Regions from separate parts of the Ovis aries genome. Here region 2 is linked to region 1. The links are chromatin contacts, called in public Hi-C maps. All regions are on one chromosome and are shown on one strand. The core of a region is the stretch at or near the end of the contact, and the rest is flanking DNA. Distances in the headings are between cores, read along the strand shown. Region 1 overlaps IL1RAP (interleukin 1 receptor accessory protein). Region 2 holds the start of IL1RAP (interleukin 1 receptor accessory protein).

Evidence for each region. A called contact is a pair of places that touch in the nucleus more often than the background predicts.
Region 2: a Hi-C map of liver shows a contact between it and region 1, with 2.7 times the contacts expected there. The contact joins the promoter of IL1RAP here to the enhancer-like site in region 1. A contact is called at or near these places in 2 of 16 Hi-C or Micro-C datasets (hypothalamus and liver).

The regions. Positions count from the first base shown.
Region 1 is chr1:197,457,201-197,463,504 of ARS-UI_Ramb_v3.0, forward strand. IL1RAP (interleukin 1 receptor accessory protein) reads right to left here. Exons shown (of 11, transcript XM_012097075.5): 9 at 1-129. Among named protein-coding and RNA genes, the nearest start is that of IL1RAP, 140 kb to the right of the region's middle. Within about 2 kb of position 3,466, at least 1 of the 54 cell types and tissues checked has an H3K27ac peak or open chromatin away from gene starts, as enhancers often do. A contact at or near this core is called in liver, where this site is marked.
Region 2 is chr1:197,595,207-197,601,090 of ARS-UI_Ramb_v3.0, forward strand. IL1RAP (interleukin 1 receptor accessory protein) reads right to left here and starts at 2,858. Exons shown (of 11, transcript XM_012097075.5): 1 at 2,722-2,858.

The DNA.
Region 1 (6,304 bases), core at 2,216-4,715:
CTGTTCCAAAATGAGCCCGGTAAAACAAGACCATCTCCAGCCAGTAAACATGGTAAATAACAATGAGAATCACCACCAGGAGAACTGTGGCTCCAAAGCCACATGCCAGTTCCACTGTGTACCTTGGAGCTATCATTGGAGAGACCAGCAAAGAAACAAACTGATTTGTGCATGATAGTCATGGTGACCCATCATTCTGCAAATAGCTGGTTAAACCAAGCAGCTGAGTCATGAACCTGACCTATATCTGTGAGCAAGCAGAGATCACATGGTGGAGGTTAAGCACTATGTTCTAATACCAGATTGTGGCCTATTTATCTTTTTGTTCCCAGAAACTGACACAGAAGGTGCTTTTAAACAACTATATGATTTGAATACACTTCGATGATATTACAATTAAAACAGATCTTATCAGGAACAATTTAAAAGGTCATCCAATCTGACTCACAAACTGACAACTAAATCTTCTCAAAAATATTTTTGTAAAGTGTAACTCCATCCTATGTCCAGCTCTTACTAGACCAGCTCATGACACTGGTAGAACTGTAATTGTTGGAGCAGCTAACTGAGCAAAAATTTTAATGTGTTTATATCAGTCTTAGTTTCAACCTCTTGTCCAGTGCCATATGGAAGAAATTTAATTCCTTTTTCTTTATATTTCACAATAGGCCTCAACAATTTTATTATCATTGAACAGAAAATGAGGGTATCCACCTAATGCTGAGTATGCTTGGCTCTCAAAGTATCTCTCAGGTGTACAGATCTGGGATATACATTCTACAAGCCTGCTTCTCCACTCTTTCTCACACACCATTAAACTGTACATTGTTACAGTTGTCTAGGTAGAGAGTATGTCTTCTTCATCCATCCTATCTTGAGAACTCTGGGAACTGAATGAACATTTCTGGATATAACATTTCAGACTTCTAAGTAGTGTTATTTAAAATAAGTCTAGTACTATGTGATATTTAAAATAAGTCTGAAAGTGAAAGTCACTCAGTCTTGTCTGACTCTACTGGAGTGGGTACTCTTTCCCTTCTGCAGGGAATATTCCCAACTCAGGGATCAAACCCAGGTCTCCCACATTGCAGGCATATTCTTTATCAGATGAACCACAAGAAAAGCCCAATACTAGAGTGGGTAGCCTATCCTTTCTGCAGGAGATCTTCCTGACCCAGGAATCAAACCTGGGTCTCCGGCATCACAGGTGGATTCCTTAGCCACTGAGTTATCAGGGAAGTCCTAAAATAAGTCTAGTACTATACCATGTATTTGTAACTTCATGTGGCTGCTTTATCAGCTTTACTAGTGCCAAAGAATACTCAAACTACTGCACAATTGCACTCATCTCACATGCTAGTAAAGTAATGCTCAAAATTCTCCAAGCCAGGCTTCAGTAATACGTGAACCGTGAACTTCCTGATGTTCAACCTGGTTTTAGAAAAGGCAGAGGAATCAGAGATCAAATTGCCAACATCCGCTGGATCATGGAAAAGCAAGAGAGTTCCAGGAAAACATCTATTTCTGTTTTATTGACTATGCCAAAGCCTTTGACTGTGTGGATCACAATAAACTGTGGAAAATTCTGAGAGAGATGGGAATACCAGACCACCGGACCTGCCTCTTGAGAAATCTGTATGCAGGTCAGGAAGCAACAGTTAGAACTGGACATGGAACAACAGACTGGCTTCAAATAGGGAAAGGAGTAAGTCAAGGCTGTATATTGTCACCCTGCTTATTTAACTTATATACAGAGTACATCATGAGAAACGCTGGACTGGAAGAAACTCTGGAATCAAGATTGCCGGGAGAAATATCAATAACCTCAGATATGCAGATGACACCACCCTTATGGCAGAAAGTGAAGAGGAACTCAAAAGCCTCTTGATGAAAGTGAAAGAGGAGAGTAAAAAAGTTGGCTTAAAGTTCAACATTCAGAAAATGAAGATCATAGCATCTGGTCCCATCACTTCATGGGAAATAGATGGGAAACAGTGGAAACAGTGTCAGACTTTATTTTTTTGGACTCCAAAATCACTGCAGATGGTGACTGCAGCCATGAAATTAAAAGATGTTTACTCCTTGGAAGGAAAGTTATGACCAACCTAGACAGCATATTCAAAAGCAGAGACATTACTTTGCCAAGAAACGTCCGTCTAGTCAAGGCTATGGTTTTTCCAGTAGTCATGTATGGATGTGAGAGTTGGACTGTGAAGAAAGCTGAGCACTGAAGAATTGATGCTTTTGAACTGTGGTGTTGGAGAAGACTCCTGAGAGTACCTTGGACTGCAAGGAGATCCAACCAGTCCATTTTGAAGGAAATCAGCCCTGGGATTTCTTTGGAAGGAATGATGCTAAAGTTGAAATTCCAGTAGTTTGGCTACCTCATGAGAAGAGTTGACTCTTTGGAAAAGACTCTGATGCTGGGAGGGATTGGGGGCAGGAGGAGAAGGGGACAACAGAGGATGAGATGGCTGGATGGCATCACTGACTCGATGAACGTGAACCTGAGTGAACTCCGGGAGTTGGTGATGGACAGTTAGGCCTGGCGTGCTGCGATTCATGGGTCACAAAGAGTCAGACACGACTGAGCGACTGAACTGAACTGAACTGAGTGAAACTTAAGAGTTTGAGATGGAACAAAATATTTCTGGATCTGAAACAGAAGTGGGTTAAATTATATATTAGCTGATTTGACAATTACTTATTGGCATCTACCATTTGCTAGAAGCTGTTGAGGTTACAACAGTAGATAAAACAGGAAGGGTCTCTGCCCTTTTAGGGCTAAGATTCTAATGCAGGGAAGTAAATAAGAAAATAAATAAGACAGTTACTGTTAGAGAGTGATCCATGCTATGAAGGAAATAAACCAGGGTAATATGAGGGAGGTAACTGAGGGGAGGAGTTGGGGCAGGAGAGGTATATTAGGTAGAGGTGAGAAAAAGCCTTTTCAAACACCTGAACATTGTGTGTATTAAGTGTTTGCCGGGACAAGGCACAGAAAAATGTTCTTCAATCTAGAACTGTTATCAGGCCTTCCTGACTTCAAAGTTCAGAGATCTTTGCACAACACTACCATGAAGTTCAATTATTGATCATGCCAGTGAAAAATCCCTTTTAAAACAGGTAGCTATTCTAAGGGGAAAATGGTGAGTAGCCTAGAGCAAAATCTGAAATTCTCTAATTAAGAGGAAAAATCACTGAGTTTTGCATTCATTATCCTAAACTCAGGGTACTAATCCTGCTACAGATATAGCCTGGGAGTCAGCTGTACAGAATTACCATGTACTCTAATACTCATGATTTCCAGGTGGCACAGTGGTAAAGAATCTTCCTCTCAAATGCAGAAGACCCGGGTTCAATCATTCCTTGGGTCTGGAAGATTCCCAGAAGTAGAAAATGGCAACCCACTCCAGTATTCTTGCCTGATAATCCCATGGACAGAGGAGCCTGGCGGGCTACAGTCCATGGGGTTGCAGAGTCAGATACAACTAAGCGACTGAGCATGCATGCGCACAGGCTTGTACTCAACCCATGAACAATAGTGCTTTAAAATAAGATAATAAATGCCATAAAGCTATGTCAGTGCAGTTGAGAATTTATTAAGATCAGTTTGAGTAGCTGGCATGAAAATTGCTGTGTCCTTGGTATTTCTGAGTAGATGTTATGTTAACGACACACTGGGCTAATTCCCACTGTCATCATTATTTGCTCAGCTATTTTGGCTCTGCCTGGATGGACATTTCACAATAAGAAAAAATGAAAAAAGGTCAGTGGATCCACTTACCTGAAATGGATTTTTCTTAAAAAAGATCAATAGTTACCTTGTTTAGTGATCAAGATATCAATTACACTCATGGCTTTCCCTCTGCCACATTCTTTTCACTACTGTCTGTTTTATTTCTACTAGAGCTTTTTAATTTTGTGTCATGCAATTACACATGTCGTATTTACAGACTGCATTTTGTTGGGCCACCTTGATGATTTCAAGAAGTTCCTAATGCTATTTAACTAATTGAACTCAAGATAAATAATCCACAAGCCTGATTTTCTAAATGGTTTGAGTCACATTTAGGAAGTGCTCTAAAAAGCTTTCCAATATAACTTTGCTGGTTTGTTTGAAAGGCTGATCCTTAGTCCACATTTTCCATCTGCCCCACCTCAAGTCTTTGATGTTTAGGGGGTAGAGATTTTACTCTGATGCCATCCCAAACCAAAGGGTTTCCAGTCAAAGGGGTGATATAGGACTCCTAAACTACTTCTATCTTTGTTCTCACTGATCATCTAAACAGGATGGAGACAAATTTAGTGACTTGCTCTAATGTTTCTTTCTGAATCAGAATTCCCTCTAGCCGTTTTCCAGAGCCCAAATTTGCAGCTAACTACCCTTGGTTATGGAGAAGGCAATGGCACCCCACTCCAGTACTCTTGCCTGGAAAATCTCATGGATGGAGGAGCCTGGTGGGCTGCAGTCCATGGGGTTGCTAAGAGTCGGACACGACTGAGCGACTTCATTTTCACTTTTCACTTTCATGCATTGGAGAAGGAAATGGCAACCCACTCCAGTGTTCTTGCCTGGAGAATCCCAGGGATGGGGGAGCCTGGTGGGCTGCTGTCTATGGGGTCGCACAGAGTCGGACATGACTGAAGCGACTTAGCAGCAGCAGCACCCTTGGTTAAGCCAGCACAATAGCTCTAGTCTTTTTCCTTGTTTCAAGCTATCAGTCTACAATTTTGTTTCTCCTTGAAAACTTAAATTTATCTCCTTCATATTCAGTATCATAGTAGGGGCCTTGTTATCCACTGAATCTCCCAACCAAATACCAGCTTCTTGAATTTTCAAGCATTCCCTGCCATGGAATATTTGTCTATTCTTTGCTCAATTGTTGTTACTACTTGACAATTTTTGGTGCTACAATAATAGTCACTTGCCTGAATAACAAAGAGAATGTGTGCATGTGTGTGCATGTGCTAAGTCCCTTCAATTGTGCCTGACTCTCTGCGACCCTATGGGCTGTAGCCCGCCAGGCTCCTCTGTCCATGGGATTCTCCAGGCAAGAATACTGGAGCGGATTGCCATGCCCTTCTCCAGGGATCTTCCCAACCCAGGAATCGAACTGAAGTGTCTTATATCTCTTGCATTGGTAGTCAGCTTCTTTACCACTAGTGTCACCTGATAGTAAATCAAAGATTTATAACTGAATTAATCTTCAGACCTTATTTGTTTGGCTATTTTAGTTCAAACTTGTACATTTTGAAAATCAGCTTCTGGTCTTAGAGAAGTGACAGGGGCAGCCTTCTCTCCATAACATCTAAAATATTATGATGATTTAGGGGTATGCAAAGATTTCTTAGAACAAAGAAAACAATAACCATTAAAGAAAACATTAATAAATTACACCTCATCACTAATGTACCACTGAAGATAGGAACTGGCAAGATACAGAGTGGGAGAAAGTATTTGCAAAATATCTATCCAAGAAGGAACTGGTATCTAGGGTAGAAAAGAGAATTGCTCAGATCTGATAATGAACATACAAACAACCTACTTATAAAATGGACAAGGTATTTGAACACTCATAACACAAAAGAAGACCAATGACTCACAAGCATATGAAAAGGTGCTCAGCATCTTAATCATCAGTGAAACAAAAACTGGAAAATGAGGTACCACCACACTCACTAGAACGGCTGAAACTAAGATTGTTGTTTGCTGTTGTTTTAGTCACTAAGTCATGTTTGACTCTGTGACCCCATGGACAGGCCCCTCTGTCCATGGTATTTCCCAGGCAAGAATACTGCAGTGGGTTGTCTTTTTCTTCTCCTGGGGCTCCTCTTGACCCAGAATTGAACCCACAACTCCTTCATTGGCAAGTGGATTCTTCACGCTGAGCCACCAGGGAAGCCCAAAACTAAAGAGTAACAACATTGAATGACAAAGATGTGAATACACTGTTTCAGTGAGAGGGGAGAATGATCCCACCACTTGGGAAGAAAGCGCTGAGAGTTTCTGATAAAACTAAGCTGATAATTCTACTCATAGGTACTCACATCAGAGAAGTAAAAATAAAAGTCCATGAAAAGGCTTGGATAAGAATGTTAACAGAAGTTCTTCAAAACTGTGAACAACCCAGATGACCTCCACCCAGAGAAAGAATAACTAAGCTGCAATAAATTCTTAAAAAAAAAAAAAAGAAAGAAAGAAAACACACAATAACAACAACAAAAAATTACTTGGCAAACAAAAGCAGCTAACGACTGATACAACAGCATGACTATTAAGATTATTTTCTGAGTGAAAGAA
Region 2 (5,884 bases), core at 1,608-4,107, 140 kb after region 1:
TACCCTGAAGTCACCAAATAAGTAAGGTCACCCTAACAACTGAAGTAAATGGCTAATGATGTCATTGGAGAGATGACAGGAAGTGACGGGAAAGGCCTTCCACTAGAAGTCAAAAGATGTGAACTGTATTTCTAAGACTGAAATTTACTAACCACCTGACCCTTGACAACTTCTCCTTTCTCTGACTCTCATTCAATTTTCTTCTCAATAAACTGAGATCAGCTAAGAAAAGATATCATTTAATGAGCACCTACTCACTACACTCATTTTACATTATTTGACTTAATTTACTCTTTATATGAATCCTTGGGGTAAGCATTTTTTCCACTTTAAACAGTGAGATGAACTGCTTAGTATTACCCAGCTACATATGAATTAGAGACCGAATTTGAATTTGATCGGAAAACCGGCCTTTTTCATACTTTATCATATCATCATATTATCCTTCCACTATTACTACATTATGTCCTTCTCTCAAGGCTATTGTAAGTAGCAATGAAGATAATACATATGGAATGCACTAGAAATTGTAAAGGCATATATATATATATATGTAACAAACAGTCTAGATAAGGAGAAAAGGTATTACTGAATAACCTTTCTTTGAAATACCAGAACTAAAAGGAGTCAGCTTTCAATCTCCCATCCCCTTGTTCTGACCTTATTTTGAACATTTTCCTTTTCCCTACAAGTCCCCGGTCTCTCAGGCACGCGTTCAGATGTATCCTGGCCAGCTCATCACAATGCATGCACACGGAACAGGCTGACAGAAGCAAGCATTCCCATCCTCTGCAAATTCCTGGTGTGGGAGCTACCTAAGGGGTACCACCAAACTCTGTCCTTTCCTCCAGGTGTATCACACCCCCACCCTGCACACTTCAGTACTACAGCCATATGCAATGGACCGTGAAGCAGGCAGCCAACTAAATACTGGATGCTCAGTTCAGGGACTTATAGCACAGCCAGGAGATAATAGCATATAACTGTATGAAGTCAATCAGAATAAAATCAACCATTCCAGATGGGGGTATATAAGGGACACTACTTCATTTTAAAATACCAATAATGCCAATAATAAAGGATAACTAGAGAGGGTGGGCATATGTGGATGTTTGTGTTTACATTAGATGTTTGTGTCCAGAGGGACTGAATTTAGGAGCACCACTGTATAATCCAAAAGAAATGCATGTAAATCTTCTTGTTTTCCTATACTAGCTGAAAAGTATAGTCTGACCTGAGACCGCAGGAATAAAAGGCTTAGAATAGTCTGCAACATAGATGAAACTTGTAACTTCTCCTCTTGTCTGTCTACCTCTCATCAAATTCAAGACCCTCTTTGCCAATAAAGGCAGCCTCAGATCAAAGTTTCACAGAACTGAGGTTTGACCTAAAAACTAGCAGGGAATCGGCATCACTGAGAAACATTTTCTATTCCAAGTCAAGCATCTACGATCAAAGTCACATGTAGAGGGCATTCAGAAAACACTATAAAAGAGCTGTTCAGACTCCAAAGAAGGAAACACCACAACATCCAGATTTAAAAAAAAAAAAAAAAAAGTCACTCTGTCTGAAAAATCAGCTCTAAAAAACCCACTGTCTCCAAGGTTAACATGTAACAATATTTACAATCGCTGCCATCAATGTCAAATTGACCGGGTGCCAAGTCAGGCACTGTGATAACCATGCTGTCTGAATTACCCCGTTTCATCCTCCCAAGTGACCTAAGGACTCTTTGTGACCACTAAAATCTCCATTTTATGGCTGGACCAAAAACACAGGCACACACAAAACAAAAACAAAACTGAGTATCAAAAAGACTGGATTGCCCAAGTTCACACAGTTAAAACGTGGCAGAGCTGGAGAGAAAGCCAGGTAAATACTCCTCCTCAGCTGGTAGCTAACCTGAGATCTCTGGAGCAGAGCAGTGTTTCAGGATTTCACAACGAGGGGGTGGAGGCAAGACAGGCTGGGGACTGACTCTTAAAGGAAACGGCAGAAGTTTGCTTTTATGTTTGTGATTTTTCTGTGCAACTCAGCTGCCTCCCTCCTGCCCAGGACTTAGCAGTGAGAGTGGCTATGGTTCTGTGCGGTCAGCTAATCCTATATGAGAAGCATCGTATTTCCCACAGTACCACTGGCCCCGCTTCCCCTATGGCTGAAGAGAGCAGGGTACCAAACGGGGTGACTAGTGCTGGGATATCCCTCACCTCTCCACTGACCCCACCAGGAGTCTGACAGACCCCCCTCGGCGGGGCATGTTTCTGAGAAAACAGGTCGGGAAAGAGGGAGAGAAGCTGTAAGCAGCCTTTACCCAGGCTGTCACAGGTCCAAGCTGGAAGAGACGTGATACCCAGTGGCAACGCTGGGATACACTGCCCCCATCTATCCTCATGGTTCACAGCAGCACTCCGGAGAAATCAAGGCGGGGGTATACCAGGGTAGATCCCTCAGAGCTGGGAGAAGGGTGCAGCGACGCGCAGCCCTCCCGTAACTGCGTTACTTAAATGTTTACAAAGCAAGGATGGGACTCGGGACAGTGGGTTCGAGTCCCGACCACAGCACTAACTAGCTGTGCGACCTCTCCCAGCCGCTGCCGCGCTCTATGCCTCAGTTTGCCCTTTTGTAAAACAGGATTGAAGGAGAAGATCTGTCAGAATCCGTCTACCCTAAGATTCGGTAGGTCGGTGATCCCACAAGCCCTCCTCACCGCACCAGACTCACCTTTCTTGGGAGGAAGAGCGGACGTGGTGAAGGCGGCGGGAATGAGTGCAGGATCGCCCAGCACCGAATCTTTCGGTGCGCTTGGCCAAAGCCCAGCCCCGGGGACCCCGATCCGGCCAGTCTTCCCGCAATGAGCCTCTTACTTTCCGCCGCACTTTCTTTTTTCCCCCTTTGGGGCTCCTCCCCTGCCGCTGCGCGATTGGCCGCCGTCGCGCGGCTCCGGCTCCACCCGCCGCCTCGGCTCGCTAGCCACCCGCGCTCTGGGCTTCCAAGAGCTGAGGCCGTGGGGCGGCACCGAGGGCAGCCCCGCCCGCGGCGAGGAGGAGCGGCGCCGTGCCCGCGGCCCGCCAACCCGCGGCTGCGCTAGGCCCTTCGGCGCCCCGCCACCTCCTGGGCAGACTGGAGCGCGCAGAGGAGAGCGTGGGTCCCGCAGCTTGGCACGACGCCAGGCGCTTCGGGTAGATGTGCTCTGCTCCACACAGAGACGTACACTTGGGCTCATTGCAAGATTCTGGTCTCATGGTCGAGAACGCTGTCACACTGCCTCTTCCTGGCTCTGTGTATTTAACTCTCTGCTGCACCAAAGCCATGAATGAGTCTGTGCAGAATTTGCGCCCCCATCGTGTGCCAAACCCAGAGCGCTACAGGAAGAAACATACTCGACCTTGGTGGTCCGGAGCCCCCGCTCCGCTGCAAGTAACAGTCCTGGGAACAAACTATTGCTCATGACAGCAAAATGTAATCTGTATTTTCCCCTGGCGTGTACTGGTGTGCCTAGCAAGTTGCCTGGCGCAAAGTTGGCACTCAGTACATGCATACTGAATTAGTGAATGAATTAATCGATATAGAACCAAGCGATCTCAAAAGAATCACTCGTTTTCATTCACTCCCTTTTCTCCAGATTTCTGAAAGAGCCCTCAGCCAACTTCTCCCACTCTAGTGGTAGTCTATGTAGTCATCCGGAGCTTTACAATGACTGTCGACTTCTTTGTTCAAGAACCTTCTGTTGTTCTCTATTGCTAGTCCATCACCATTCCTTCCCGGCTGGCAAGGCCCTTCAACACCTTTCCTAATATCTGAGACTCCCAACAAAAGCCAAGTTGACCTGTCTCTTCACACATGCTTTACTGTACCACATTTATGACTTACCTTCTGTTCTTAGGACTTCCCTGGAGGCTCAGACGGTAAAGCATCTGCCTACAATCCGGGAGACCCAGGTTCAGTCCCTGGGTCAGGAAGATCTTCTGGAGAAGGAAATGGCAACCCACTCCAGTATTCTCACCTGGAAAATCCCATGGATGGAGGAGCCTGGTAGGCTATAGTCCATGGGGTCGCAGAGTCAGACACAACTGAGTGACTTCATTTTCACTTTCTTTCTGTTCTTAGAGTTACCTAATTGAATCTTGTTTATTTATTTATCCATGAAATTGAGTCCAAAGAAAGAAATTAAAGAAAAGGAGAAAAAAGACGTGAAGGAAAAAGATCCTCATGAATTAGTAAGTGAAACTAGGAGGTGCCAGTCTCTAGGTACCAGCTAGAGATGAATAGCAATGCAAAGCTCAGACACTGCTGCCTCAAATGGTTGAACTTCCTAAGGTAAAATAACAATATTACTAAAGCTGTAGTCATGTTCATGTTGTTTCACTTATTTCTATCGTTTATGGAAATCAATCCTGAGAAAGCATTTGTCTCTGGATACCTGGCACAGCGTACCTGTTCACAACATTGTACCAAAACGGAAACAACCTAAAATTTTAAAAGTTTATTTTATGAAGTAGAAGCAAAACTGGTCTTTGATTTATTATTCACTCGTGAAATATATTTCAGGACATCGAATATTTTTTTCTTATATAATACACTCATTGAACACTTTTATAATATATGCTTACAATGTAGCAGGCACTTGGTATATATCAGTTAATTTAATTTCACAATCATCTAAGTGACTGTTATTATCTCCAATATGAAGACTTGACGGAGAAGTCATATCTTGCCCAAGGCCACAAGCCTACAAGATAAGACTGCAAAATGAAAACTGAGGCAGTCTTCTTGCTCTTAACCACCTCACTAGATAGTCTTATGTGCTTTCGAGAAGTCCTGACTCTGCCAGGCACATGTTGGTGATTCAGAATTTAACCAGATATACTCTAGGACTTTGAGGAGATATTCCTAGTTTGATGAGGATGATATCATATAGACAAGTCATCACAATGTTAATGTTGTAATTTTAAGACAAACAAGTGACTGAGAATGAAAATGGTTAAATAACCAGTGCTGTATACTCACACAATAAAGTATTTGCTGTCATAATTAACGGATCATGAGACTATATCTACAAAGGAAAAGACATAATTAAAAAGGTTGTGTAAAAGGTATGAAAACACAGACAGTGATTGAAAGGACTGTGGAAAATGTTCATGTGTCAGAATTATGGAAGTATTTTTCTTTTTTAATTTGCTTAATGGCAAAATATTACTGTACAATTAGAAAATGTTTGAAACCTCACATACAAGGCCTTCAGTGAACAACTGTGGATGAATGAATGAGGTTGCAAACTCAGTGACGTCAGTGCCTAACAGTGTTGGGTGCGTTAGAAATGCTCAGCAAAATATTTTGAAATTGACTGACTATTGGAAAAGTATCATTACTTGCTTCTTCCCTCTGCTGCTAGCCTCTACTTCTTTTTTCAAGTTATTTTAAATTATTTTGCAAATAGTTGTAAAGGGGCCTCAGAATTTGCTTTTCTCTTGAACCCGTACAATCTGACTTTGTCCCTAATGCTTCATAGGCAATGTATCTAATGACTTTCACTTTACCAACTTCAACGGTCAATTCATGGCCTTCTTACTTTAACTGTTTAGAAGCATCAGATACAGTTGTTTCTCCTTCAAACTCTTTTTTACTTGACTCCTTGTTTTCCATCCAATCTTTGGCATGCGTACAGTCCCTCCCTAGAACATCTCATCTCAGGCATTTATGTGATAAAATCTCTCACATTTGAATACACCATAGGAATCACAGACTCTGTTTCCCCTGTTGCCTCCTTCTTATCTCTTCTTAGATGTGTCATACCGATTTGAAACTTCACATGTTCAAAACAAGCTGTTTATGTATGCCTCCTCCTCCAGTTTTTCTAGGATTGTAAGAAAAGTGAAAAAATTGA